2 separate regions of the Sus scrofa genome follow, and region 2 is linked to region 1. A link is a contact called in public HiChIP or PLAC-seq data. All regions are on one chromosome and are shown on one strand. The core of a region is the stretch at or near the end of the contact, and the rest is flanking DNA. Distances in the headings are between cores, read along the strand shown.

Evidence for each region. HiChIP or PLAC-seq counts read pairs in DNA pulled down with a chosen protein or histone mark.
Region 2: a contact with region 1 is called in an H3K27ac HiChIP or PLAC-seq map of alveolar macrophages. The contact joins the promoter of SLC13A3 here to the promoter of LOC100738769 in region 1. A contact is called at or near these places in 8 of 47 Hi-C or Micro-C datasets (embryonic fibroblasts, epiblast stem cells, fetal liver and 4 more) and 1 of 2 datasets of contacts at active chromatin or transcription factors (alveolar macrophages).

What each region holds. Positions count from the first base shown.
Region 1 is chr17:48,688,621-48,691,320 of Sscrofa11.1, reverse strand. LOC100738769 (thyrotropin-releasing hormone receptor-like) reads left to right here and starts at 1,449. Exons shown (of 3, transcript XM_013985448.2): 1 at 1,449-2,700. The coding sequence starts at 2,607.
Region 2 is chr17:48,790,878-48,793,676 of Sscrofa11.1, reverse strand. SLC13A3 (solute carrier family 13 member 3) reads left to right here and starts at 1,397. Exons shown (of 13, transcript XM_003483976.4): 1 at 1,397-1,684. The coding sequence starts at 1,574. It also overlaps the pseudogene LOC100520157.

The sequences.
Region 1 (2,700 bases), core at 200-2,699:
ATTTCCCCCTGGCATTCAGCTAAGAGAAGATTTCATCCAAACAGAAGGCTAGGGATGAATGAAAGTGTTGGTGGAGCATGGTGCTGACAGGTGGATTGATTCAAGGTACATTTTAGAAGTAGAGTTGAGGAACTTGCTTAAGTAGTGGATGCCAGTGGTGAGGGAGAGAAAGAAACAATAACCTGGGAATAATTGGTTTTAGCAACTGAATGGATGTTTTACCACTGGTGCCTTTGCTAAGATGAGGAAGACTAGAGATGGATGAGGTGGGTTGTGGGAAATTAAAGAGTTCCACTGTGGACATTTGGTCCACTGCCAAGTACTGCCCCTTGCTGCTGGCAACTCAACAGCTCAGTGAGGCAGGAGAGAGAGCTGGCCGACTTAGAAGGAGAGAAGCCCAAGGAGACAACTTGCAGTTCACATGGCTGAAAGTTTTGCTCTGGACCACTCTCGGGGACGACTGCCGTACCCCAGAGCCGGGAGGAAGCATCCTGGACTTAATGGATGTTTGCTTCCTTAGAAATGGCTGAGGTTGGGGTGGGGGCAGGGAGCATAAAGTTGGGAGTGTTGAGATTCTGCTTCTTCTTGGCCCTGGTTGCCTGACAGTGAAAATCATTCCTCTCTGGACCTAATTTCCTCATCTGTGAAATGGGATAATAATACAGGCCTAGCGAGGGCTGTGGGGAATAGCGATAATGCTTGTAAGGCACCTGCTATGGCATTTGGCTCCAGGTAGGGTGTTTGGTTACAGGTGAAGAACCCAGGGAACGTTGCAGAAGGGTGGTAGAGCATTACGGGTAAGAGTGGGAACTTCACAGCCAAGTTACTAGGCTCAAATCCTAGTAACCGCCCCCCCCCGTCCTAACCAATGTATCTTTGAGCATGTTACTTAACTGCTCTGGGACCCGGTTTCTTTGTAAAATGAGGATCTAGTAATACCTTCACTACAGGGTGTTGCGAGTGTAGAATGAAATAACACTTGTAAAGCACACAGAGCATCACCAGGCAATACTAGGTGCTTCAGATACACCAGACGTTTGTTTTTTAGAAAGACTGACACTGGGGACAATGGGACCCTCGTAGTGCCCCCCAAACACTCCCTTGCCAAGTTCCCTTTCATTTTTTGTCCATTTATCAAACACAGACAGCAGACTGCTCAGACATAAAGAGAGGGGCAGAGGGATATATCTATCGCGACTGTAATTGCCAATCCCTTCACCCCTTACCGCAGTCAAGCACAGCTAAACACTTTCTATGGATTTTCCCCACATCAATCATATGAGCCTCCCAAGGACACTCCGAAGTGGGCTCTATCATTATTATTCCATTTCACAGATGAAATAATTTTTCGAGCGCATAATGGATAAATCAACAGCACCAAGCAATTTCTCCGCATCTACTGTGTGCAGACACAGAACGAGGCTCCCTGAAAAGCAGTCTTTACGCCTTCTATGAAGCTTAGTGGGGTCCCCCCCCTCAGGAAGCTTCCTCTAGTGAAGAAACAAGTTTTTTCATTCATCCAGCTACCATCATGCACCTTTTCTGTTGCAGGAACTGAGCTAAAGGTTCCTAACATAATTGTGCCTGTGAGGTGGGGCCGTCTTAGAGAATGGAGGGTGGGGTACACCCTCCAAGAATTTACAAGTCTTTTTCAGGAGGAAGGAAAGAAAACTGGGGAAACGAATCAGGAGAAAGTAAAAAGGTGACAGAGATGAGGAGCTTAGGAAGACAGAACCAACCCACGTCTAGATGGGCAAATACCCTCCCCTCCCCTCAGCTCTGGGCCTTAGCTCCGTGTTTGTCAACAGCAGGGCTGAGGTTTCTGCCAGTGAAAACAGGGTAGGATTCCAGGGTTGTGTTGGGAAGCCAAAGGGTTGCCAGCTCTTCCCCCCACCCCATCCCCCGTGGCCCAGTGGAGCTTCTCCCAGAGAAAGAAGGGAGGGAGCAGGTGCAGAAGCCCAGGACAAAGGAGCTAGCAGGGCGCCAGAGACCACTGTTCCTGTTAGCATCCCTTCCCCACCGCACCCTGGGTCCCCCACCTGACCCCAAGTGCCCACGGTACGGAGCCAGGAGCTGGCGGAAAGAACTAGTGCTGGGCTGGGGCATCAGTGGCAACGACAAGCTAACTCCAGGAAAGGAGCCTGCCTGGGGTGGTCGCGGAGAGCAGAGCGAAGGAAAAGGTTGGCGGGGCGATCGGTCTCTACGCACCGCGCTAGATCGCTGGGAGTCCTGAGCCTCGCGAACCAGGAGAGGGGCGTCAAGAGCTGACTGGGCTCAAGCAGTCGGTCCGGTAGGAGGCGGCCTTCTGGTGTCGGGCTCACTGCCGAGACCCTACAATTCAGAACGCGCCCCTGCGGTAAACCCCACCCCGGGAAAGATCGCGCCAACTCCTGCTGCAAGTCGTCTTGCAAACTGAGCAGCACGAGCATTATTTCCCAGCGGAGCAGCAGGGAGAGACCCTGCACGGAGCTGGAGAAGCCAGTTCAGCTGGAGGCAGTTGCTGGACCTGCAGCTTCCTGAAGGAAGGTTCCCCGAGGGCACCTTTGCAGCCGGGAGTGATTCCCCAACTTGCTGCCGCCGTAGAGGTGCAGCGCGGACAGGGGCGCATGGAGAAACCCACCGAGCACCCCGAGCGGGTGAACAACGCATCGAGCCTGGGTCCCATGCCCCGCCCTCCATTGGCTGTACAGGCGGTGACCT
Region 2 (2,799 bases), core at 148-2,647, 100 kb before region 1:
AAAGCCAAAGTCTGACAAGGAGACAAGACTAGCAACTGCAATGGCTGGAAAGACAGACCAAAAAGAATTTGTGAGGAAGAAGACCAAAATGAATCCATTTTCCAATTCCACAAATAAAAAGAAAAAACTGAAGAACTTTATGATGATGTGGTAGTCACTATGTCCGGTCCAGAAATAAGCGTTCTTTCCAAGAAAAGCAGCTGACACTACGAGGTACACTTTTGAATAAGAGAAAAAGAATGAAGTAACTTCCAAGGAAGTTTTCCATTCCAAGGAGAATGCTGAACTTGAGTCATTACTCTGAAAATTAGTAAATTAAGTGTTTATTGTAAATAATTAACTCATGGACTTAAATATAAAACATAAAACTATAAACTGTCAAACTTCTAAAAAAAGTGTGAGAAAATCTTCAGGATCTAGGGCTATGCAAAGACTTGGACACCAAAAGCATGATCTAGAAAAAAGAAATTTTGATAAATTTGACTCCACCCAAATTACAAATATTTACTATGTGAAAGGACTGTCAAGAGGATGAAAAGCCAACCTATAGACTGGAAGAAAATTTTTGCAAATAACATATCTGACAAAGGACTGGCATCTAGAATATATAAAGTACTCTCAAAACTCAACATCAGAAAACAAACCGTCCAATTAGAAAATAGGCCAACAACAGGAAGAGGTAATTTCCCCCAATGAGAATATACTGATGGCAAATAAGCACATGAAAAGGTGTTAAATATTGTTAGCTATTAAGAAAATGCAAATTAAAGGCCCCAATGAGATATTTCTGTACACCTATCAGAATGGCTAAAATAAAAAATAGTGACAACCCCAGTGGTGACAAGGATGTGGAGAAACTGGATCATTTATACATTGCTAACAGAAATGTTGTAGTGCAAACACTTTGGAAAATCACTTGGTGGTGTCGTTAAAAACCAAGGAAGCAAATACTACACAACGCAGGGTTGTGCTCCTCTGCATTCCCCCAGGCTCCCACCTTCAGATAACTCAACCATCACAGAAGAAAAGAAGAAAAACAGTTATCAACAGCAGTAACTCCCAACAGAACTTTTGTCTAGTAGAGACCATTATTATCATCTCCCCACTTTGTGGATGAGAAAACTGAGGCTCAGAAGCCTTTGTCAAGGCCACACAGCTAGTATGTGGCAAGCCAGTATCTGAACCTAGTAACCTACTCGTAAGTGATTGTTAGCACGGCCCTTTTCACAGGTGAAGAAGGAAAAGCTAAGCCATTTGCTCCAGACCGCAGAGCTGGAAAGTCAGGTTTAAACCCCAGGCCACTCTGCCTCGGGGCTGGAGTCCAGCTCTCTGCCTTCAGGGCGAGAGTCCGATTCTTTAGTTCTTGTGTGTCTAACTTTTCCCAACGTTCCTGCACTTCTTTCGCCCCGTCCCAGGGGAGCGGGCGCACCACCCTTTTCTTCCCGGACGCATAGGGAGAGGGCGGGACCCCAAGCGCAGTCTCCTCCCTAGGCCCTCCCCCAGGCTATAAGCCGGAGCCGGGTCCAGGCGCTGACAGTCCCAGGCTGGCCTGCTCCACGGGGCGATCGCACAGATGGCGGCGCTGGCGACAATAGCCAAGAAGGTGTGGAGCGCGCGGCGGCTGCTGGTGCTGCTGTTCACGCCGCTCGCGCTGCTGCCGGTGGTCTTCGCCCTCCCGCCCAAGGTAACGCCTCCTCTGCCTGTGCGCCCGCACATTCCGCCCTCTGGGCGGGTCGCGCCACAGGCAGGACCCTCTCCGCCTCCGAGGTCCCAGTCTAGAGAGACTTCACCAGACCTCCCTCGACCCTCTCTCCTCGGACTGCTGTGAATACCCCTAACCTAACCTCAATCCCCCTTTCTCAGCTGCTCCTTGGAGCCTGGGTCCCACCTAGCCTTCTGCATCCTCTCACTTTTACAGCAATGATTTCTCCTTATTGAGCTACAACTATATGCTTGGCTCTGTGTTGCACATTTCCTTTGAAAATCACAAGGAACGCTTGATGAATGCTAAGCAGTGTGACCTGGGGCAAGTCACTTAACCTCTCTGAACTTCAGTTTACTAGTTTGTAAACATGGAGGAAATGATAATGCCAACCCACTGGGTTGTAGCGAATATTAAAGGAGGAAATATATGCAGATCTCTTAAAACTGAGCCTGGTACACAGTTAGTGCTTGAGAATACACTGGCTGGTCTTATTCTAGGCACCTTACATGATAGGGACAGCCAACATTTCATAAACGTTTCCTGGGGCTTACAAAGAGCAGTGCTAAACTTTGCCTTAGGTGCATCATTTTATTTAATCCAGATTGAAAGTACCCTTCAAATGGGGAGGATTATTTACCCCCTCTTCCAGAGCAGAAAAGTGAGGCTCAGGGAGAAGGGACTTGCTGGAAACACAGCTGAGTGGGGAGTCAATCCGTGGTTTATCAGGATCCAGAATCTGAGCTGTTTCTAGACTCAAAGAAAGTAATCCCTAGATGATCAAAGGCTGCAGGCTGAGGTCAGGAGTGTCATGACAAAAATCACCACCAATGGGAGCGGGAAGGAGATGGTACTGCCGGTCCCTGTTGGGGTCCCTCACCTGTGCTCAGCCCAGCCGAGGCATCGTGGAAGGGCAACTCGTTAGACAAGGCTTCTACCTTCAGGAGTGGCTTCACTGTCCCTAAATGAGATCTTAAATGTTCGTAAAAACAAAAGCGAAGAGGGTATAATTTAGTGGCAGATTACCCAGCACCACCAGCAGAGAGCAAGGGAGCTGGAAGAAGTGTGCTAAAGGGCTGCCTGAAGGAAGGAGCCTT